Linked DNA regions of Arachis hypogaea: region 2 is linked to region 1. The links are chromatin contacts, called in public Hi-C maps. All regions are on one chromosome and are shown on one strand. Each heading gives the region's core, a stretch centred on a gene start, on an enhancer-like site or on the middle of the called end of the contact. The rest is flanking DNA. Distances are from core to core; before and after follow the strand shown. Region 1 has its middle 6.8 kb from the start of LOC112784488. Region 2 holds the start of LOC112785541 (protein FAR1-RELATED SEQUENCE 5-like).

The links. Hi-C and Micro-C count contacts between places; a contact is called where the count stands out from the background.
Region 2: a Hi-C map of leaf shows a contact between it and region 1, with 2.7 times the contacts expected there. The contact joins the promoter of LOC112785541 here to the enhancer-like site in region 1. A contact is called at or near these places in 2 of 8 Hi-C or Micro-C datasets (both in leaf).

Annotation. Positions count from the first base shown.
Region 1 is chr20:17,758,206-17,761,981 of arahy.Tifrunner.gnm2.J5K5, reverse strand. No RefSeq gene overlaps it. Among protein-coding and RNA genes, the nearest start is that of LOC112784488, 6.8 kb to the left of the region's middle. Within about 2 kb of position 1,756, at least 1 of the 3 cell types and tissues checked has open chromatin away from gene starts, as enhancers often do.
Region 2 is chr20:17,965,658-17,969,433 of arahy.Tifrunner.gnm2.J5K5, reverse strand. LOC112785541 (protein FAR1-RELATED SEQUENCE 5-like) reads left to right here and starts at 2,085. Exons shown (of 5, transcript XM_025829003.1): 1 at 2,085-2,564; 2 at 2,721-2,810; 3 at 2,895-2,974; 4 at 3,028-3,211; 5 at 3,308-3,776. The coding sequence starts at 2,085.

The DNA.
Region 1 (3,776 bases), core at 507-3,006:
GAGAAAGAGATGGGAGAGGGGGAGAGAGAGAGGGGAGAGAGGGAGAGAGAGAGAGAGGAAGAGAGAGAAAATGTAAAAACTAATTTTATATATGTTAAAAGTTAAAACTAGTTTTAACCTATAAACCAGTTTAAACTGGTTTTTTCTATTAAAACTGGTTTTATTTTTATGAACTGGTTTAAACTGGTGCACTGTATTGTAAACTGGTTTAAAACCAGTTTCTTATTTGACAAAGTAGTTTGGTTCAGTTTCTAAACTATTTAAAATGGTTTAGTGCAGTTTCAGTTCAGTTTATGAAAAAACTGAACCATGAACACCCATATACACAACACAAAAAATAACAACAATTAACTTCTAGCATAGTACTATACCAAATAACCGTGCAAGGTCAGATTGATACAAACATGTACCGGGGAGGCATTCTTGTTTTTCCTCAATGCCATTAATGATCAAATCAAACATGCGGATCATGACTACACAAAATTAAACTAGAGTCCAAACCTCGTAACCAAGATTTATCTCATCACTTCCAACCTCAGTCACATCCGACAATTGCATAGCCTACAATTCCAAAATAAACGTAGAAATCCAAAAAAAAAACATAATAAGATAAATCCTTATTAAATATCATGTACATAAAACCTCACTAACCAGCACAAAAAATACGACAAAAAATAGAATTCAAGTCAATCATCCTAACAATTTTAGCTTAAAAACAAATGCATGCAAATGACAATTATAGTAATTGAATTAATTATTTCATAATACCTATTATATAAGTATTTTAACTACTATATATTCTCTTTTCCAATGACACTGTACATCACATAGCTGAACATGCAGTAGATACAACTACCATACACATAGTTTAGTCCTCAATTTCAGAGCCAATGATGCTAGAGTTACTTTTTTTATTCATTGACTATCATGTATAACTATATACATATATTCTAATCCTAACATACAGGAAGCAAATTAGGTATCCCATCAATTGATAACTCTTGCCTTTTTAATTTTCAGTTTCAAATATATCCTTCCTAAATATAATACCATTAGCTGTAACTCAAATTCAAGATACACCACTACTAAGGTTTCAGGGGACCTATGGGCATCATGCAAAGGAACATGAGTGATTACTTATTGAGTAGCAACGTCTCCAAATATAGTCAACTATCATGTTTATACATGCAATTCAAATTTGGTTATATAAATTCTTATATTCACAGAAGATAGTCCAAAAAAGAGGTAGTTTCATCCATAGACAAATCAATATGCCATGGTTAATTTATTTATACAAATTCCCCATACAAATAAGAATACTATCAATATAAAACCATCACAAATTTGGTTGAATCATGAATGTTTGTGATGCATCTGGGTAAGCATTAAACATAAAATTAAACACGCCACTTGCATTGAGTCTAAACTTCCAAATCATTTGAAAAATAACTATCCATTATCAATGTGTTGAACGTAAGTTGCTCACCTTATTCGATTGCTCACCCTCAACGATGAGATGGTTGGCTACGTTTTTATGTGGATTTGATGAAATCTCATTACCGACGATTCAACCACATTGCACTCCGTTAATGAACTCCGGCGGGGTGATGGGGTGAAAAAGAAAGCACACTTGAGACCCCTTTTAATTGCGACGTCGAAATCGGGAAGAAGGCACACACCGGCTGTGCGCTGTCCTCGCTGGACGTCCAGGTTGCTGCGATGCCGCGAAAATCGACCACACGACGGGAACGTGGTGCTGGGCGAGGGTATGTGCGGACGACGACGCCGGTCGGAAGAGAGTCCGACGGCAGGCGGTGACTGTTGCGGCTGAAGCACCGGCGAGATCTAATAAGAAATGGAGTTGATGGAGGTAACACCGTATTGAGAGAGGGAGATCATTGTTTTGATTCTATAACTGACTCTAATTCTAATTTGTTTCAAATTTTAAATTAAAAATAATTCACAATTAATTAATTGTCCACAATTTAATTTTAATTTCAATTTAATCCATTGTATACATTGTATAAAATATATATTGGCTCCTCATACTTTCTCATAATATAAAGAACGAAAAATGGCAGTCAAGTCATCTCTAAGATAGTCAACCAATGATATAAATATTTAGGACATTATTGTATTGATGTTGTGGTCATTGGTACCATTTTAATTTTTTACTAATTTTTATTTTTCAATAAAACTTCGTAATGGCATTGTTGTCGTTGGTAAACAGAGAAATAAGTTACCGTTTTGTCTTTTTAAAAAAAAAAATAAAATTAGCAATGACAGTCCCTAATAAATTAATCAATATTTACTTTTATCTTGAGAAAATGGTCACGATGACGAAACCATCTCTTCACATTCACATTTTATTAAATTATATATTGCAAGATGAAATTATGAGATAATTTCCATAATATAGTCTATTTATTATTTGTTTAGTGCAATAATAATAATAATCTAAATGATGTATGCTAACTAACATTAATTACGATGCTTACAAATTGTATGAGGAAATTTTGGCATAAACTGTGGCACAATTTCTGGCTTTGTTTATATCATATGTAGGTTGTAGGGTTCGAGTAAATACCTTTTTTTAACTGTTTTATCTCTTAGCATAATTTCTTGATTTATTTATATCGTACGCTTATAGTGAACGTGAATATTCTACAATAATACTCGATCCACGATAAAATAATAGGGAAGTTGTACGAATCAGACCATGGTGAAAAGACAAAATGATGACAGTAAAGGTAAATGTGATTGGTTTGGGATGTTGAAGTAAATTTTGGAGTTAAAATGTCCGAATGAATTCATTAAATGAGTAGTCTTATTCTATTAAAATTGGTATGATCCTACACATTCTTGAGGTACATGTGGTGTGGAAAATCATGATTCACATTTTCCATTATTCCGCACAACTAATCAGCAAGTGCACTGGGCCGTCCAAGTAATACCTTACGTGAGTAAGGGTCGATCTCACAGAGATTGTCGGCTTGAAACAAGCTATGGTCATCCTTGTAAATCTCAGTCAGGCGGATTCAAATGGTTATAAGGTTTTAATAATTAAAAGATAAATAAAACATAAAATAAGATAAAGTTACTTATGTAATTCATTGGTGGGAATTTCAGATAAGCGTTTGGAGATGCTTTGTTGCTTCTGAACCTCTGCTTTCCTATTGCCTTCTTCCAACCATGCGTGCTCCCTTCCATGGCAAGCTGTATGATCCTCTCAGTGAAAATGGTCCTCTACGGTTTCTGTACGGCTAATTAACTGTCGGATTTCTCGTCTCGGATGAAAAATACCAGGCACAGCTACCGCATGGCTAATCATCTGTCGGTTCCCGCTAGCGTCGGAATAGGATCCATTGATCCTTTTGCACACTGTCACTGCGCCCAACATTTGCAGGTTTGAAGCTCGTCACAGTCATCCCTTCCCGGATCCTACTCGGAATACCACAGACAAGGTTTAGACTTTCCAGATCCCAAGAATGCTGCCAATGATTCTAGCCTATACCATGACGGTTCTAATCTCAGATTTAGATGCTCTATTGTCAGGAGAGACGATGTGAATCGTTGATTAAAAATCCAAGAGAATATACTCCTACTTTCGTCCAATGACTACGTTAAACATCATGTAGACCGCTTGTGGTTGTCAGGCACGTGGATCTTGGCTAAGCGAGTAACGAAGATAGTGGGTGATTGTCACGGGTCACCCCTTCATTCTGACTTAACTGAATTAAGTACGAGAGTATATCTTGGAGAAGAAGTAGGCGTGA
Region 2 (3,776 bases), core at 836-3,335, 210 kb before region 1:
TTGGATGTGGTACTATGATTACATGGATTGTCTAAAGTTAGGTGGAAAGTTTAAGTTAATTAAGGATTCAAATTTTAGTCCACTTGGCCAAATACAATCCTACCTTGACCTTAACCCCATTACAACCCTTAAAAGACCTCTTGATATGTGTATCTGTGCATTAAATTTATGTTAATTGTTAGATGAAGAGCAAGTCTTAGAAAGCAAGTTTAGTAGAGAATTGAGAGAATCGAATCTAAAACACTTGAGTGATTATAGTGTATACACTACCAGTGAGGGTTCGATGCTCAATCCCTTGTTCCTTGCTTTCATGAGCTATTTTCTTCTGCAAGTTCACTTGTACTTCATTTTTATGATTTGAATTAGTGAATTCCAGTTCATATTTATTCTTGGAGAATTTATTTACTTTTAACCAAGTAGGTAGAAACACTTTGCATGTAGTTGCATTCATACAGATAGGTTGCATTTCATGCATTCTTACTTTCCTCTTCATTCCTTTATAGCTTCTCTTGAGCTTAGCATGAGGACATGCTATTGTTTAAGTGTGGGGAAGTTGATAAATTGCTATTTTATGGTTTATCTTGTACTCAATTGAGTGGGTTTTATCAACTCTTTACCCACTTATTCATACTATTTGCATGGTTTTACATTTGCCTTCCTAGTTATGTGCTTTGATTGAAAACATGCTTCTTTGACCTTAAGTTCCCTATGTTTAATCCTCTCTTATTACCATTAGATGCCTTGATATGTGTGTTAAGTGATTTCAGAGATTACAAGGCAGGAATGGCTCAAAGGATGGAAAGGAAGCATGCAAAAGTGGAAGGAATACAAGAAGTTGGAGAAATTGCTAAGCTGTCCAGCCTAACCTCTTCGCACTCAAACGGCTATAACTTTAGCTACAGAGGTCCAAATGACACGGTTCCAATTGCGTTGGAAAGCTAACGTCCGGGGCTTCGATTTGATATATAATATGCCATAGTTGCCCTAACACTAGGCGACGCGAACGCGTGCTCCACGCGGACACGTCGCAGTTCCGAAAATCAGCGTGGCAGATTTCTTCTCCAGCGATTTCTGGGCTGTTTCTGACCCAGTTCTCGGCCCAGAAAATACAGATTAGAGGCTATAAAGTGGGAGAATCCATTCATTCATGATAACATGCTTTCATAATTCACAATTTTAGGATTAGATGTAGTTTTTAGGGAGAGAGGTTCCCTCCTCTCTCTTAGGATTTAGTTTTAGGATTTAGGATTATTTCTTCTTCATCACAGGTTCAATATTCCTTTTTATTTATTTTCTCAATTTAATTTATGAATTCTTCTATGTTACAGATTATTCTTTTGATTAATGTTATTTGTGGTATTTCAGTTTATTATTGCTCTCTTTTATTTATATTACTGTTGCTTCCAATCTGAAGACATTTTTATTCCGGTAGATTTACTTTTTCCTTTTTGGTCTTGGTTAAGAAATCAGTAACTCAGGAGTTATCAAACTCAAACATGATTGATAATTGTTATCTTTGCTAATTGAATTGAACTTCAATAATCCCAATCTTTCCTTAGGGATTAACTAGGATTTGAAGATCTAACTAATTAGTCACTTGACTTTTCTTTACTTTAAGTAAAGGCTAACTAAGTGGAATTAAGATTCAATTTTCATCATCATTGATAAGGATAACTAGGATAGGACTTCTAATTTCTCATACCTTGCCAAAAGTTTATTTTACAGTTATTTATTTGCTTTACAGTCTTTTTACTTATTTCAATTGCAATTTAAATTACTTACTCCTCATCTTCAAAACCCCGATTTACAATCTCCATAATCGATAATAAGAACATACTTCCCTGTAGTTCCTTGAGAAGACGACCCGAGATTTAAATACTTCGGTTATCAATTTATTTAGGGGTTTGTTACTTGTGACAACCAAAACGTTTGCACGAAGGGATTTCTGTTGGTTTAGAATCTATATCTACAATGCGACTATTTTTATAAAATTATTTACTAGCAAAAATCCCTAACGTCATGGGGCTTCAACTGTGTAGGGTTTTTTGGGTTTGGAAGGGTTGCGAGCCGAACATATCCTTGAAATGGAGTTTTCTACACCTGAGGAGGCAAGCAGCTTCTATAACAACTACAGCCGACTAAAGGGCTTTTCCTCAATGCGCGATAAGACGGTTAGAAACACTTTCAGTGAGATTGTGAGGTACATGTTCGTTTGTAACAGGCAAGGGTTTCAAGAGAAGAAGTTGTTGGAAAAGGTTGATCGCAAAAGGGATCATAAGGTTGTAACCCGATGCAGATGTCTTGCCGAGATGAGGATAAAGCGGAAAGACGGTAGTGGGAAGTGGTACGTGTCGCGTTTCGTCGAGGAGCATAATCATGAACTAGCGTTCGGCAAGCTTGTGGATTATCTACGGTCACATAGGAAGATATCTGAGGTAGAAGTTGCTCAGCTAACAAGCATGAGGGAGATTGGGATTAGCATTCCAAAGATTTATAAGTCATTTGCACCACAACTTGTGAGTTTCAACCTGGTTACATTTACAAAGCAAGATATGTATAATGAGGTACGGAAGCAACGAGGGCTCTAGGGTGGGGACGTAAATGCAACTATAAGGTACTTGGAAGGTCTGGCACATATGGATGAGAGAATGTTTTGGAGGTATAAGGTGGGGGTAGGCCAACACCTGTGCAACTTGTTTTGGAGCGACGGTCGTTGTCAGGAAGATTATTCCGTGTTCGGCGATGTGCTAGCATTTGATGCTACGTACGGTCGTAACAAGTATAACCTCCCTGTTGTTGTGTTCTCCGGAGTAAACCACCACAACTAGACCTACGTTTTTGGAACGGCCATGGTTTCATGCGAGTCACATGAATCTTACATTTGGGTCCTTCAGCAATTTTTGGAATGCATGCAAGGAAAGGCACCGCAATCTGTTGTCACCGATGGTGACCCAGCCATGCAGTTGGCGATTCAGTCGGTTTTTCTTGAGGCGCATCATCGGTTATGCACTTGGCATCTTTTTTTAGAAATGCAACATCGAACATCTGTGACCCGGGATTCACACAACTATTTCGACATTGCATGTTGGATGATATGGAAATTGATGAGTTTGAAGCGCATTGGGCCTCCATGATCCATGAGTATGGTGTTGGCGACGTTGACTGGGTGAAGGACTTGTATGTGAAAAAGTACACATGGGCAACAGCTGGGGTACGGACAACTTCTAGGTGCGAATCACTCTACGCCAAACATGGGAGGTTTGTTGAGAGCAGGTATGGTGTGTTGGAATTTGTTACAAATTTTTAGAGGTGTGTCGATTTTCTTTGGGACAACGAGGATGAGCTGGAATTTCACTCTTGGTATGGTACACTTATTTTACAAACCGAGTTTGTTGAGTTGGAAAAGTCAGGGTGGACCAAGTTCACTCGTGAGATGTTCGTTAGATTTCAGGAAAGCCTGAAACGTTGTGTCCGTGTGAGAATATCTGAAATTAATGAAACAGTGCACCCGCATATATATACTATCCAAAAGTATCGGAGGCCTAACATGACCTGGCAGGTCTGTAGGGAGCCTATTTCCAACAGCTTTAGCTGCACGTGTATGCGGATGGATTCGTTTGGTATTCCATGTGTGCACATCATGGCCGTGTGTGTAAGGCTAGACTTAGGGAAACTTTCTGAAAGCCTAGTTTTGCGTAGGTGGTCCAAGACAGCCAAAATACAGTCCGAAAATGAAAACATTGAGCACTGCACTGCTGACCAAAGCATGACATATA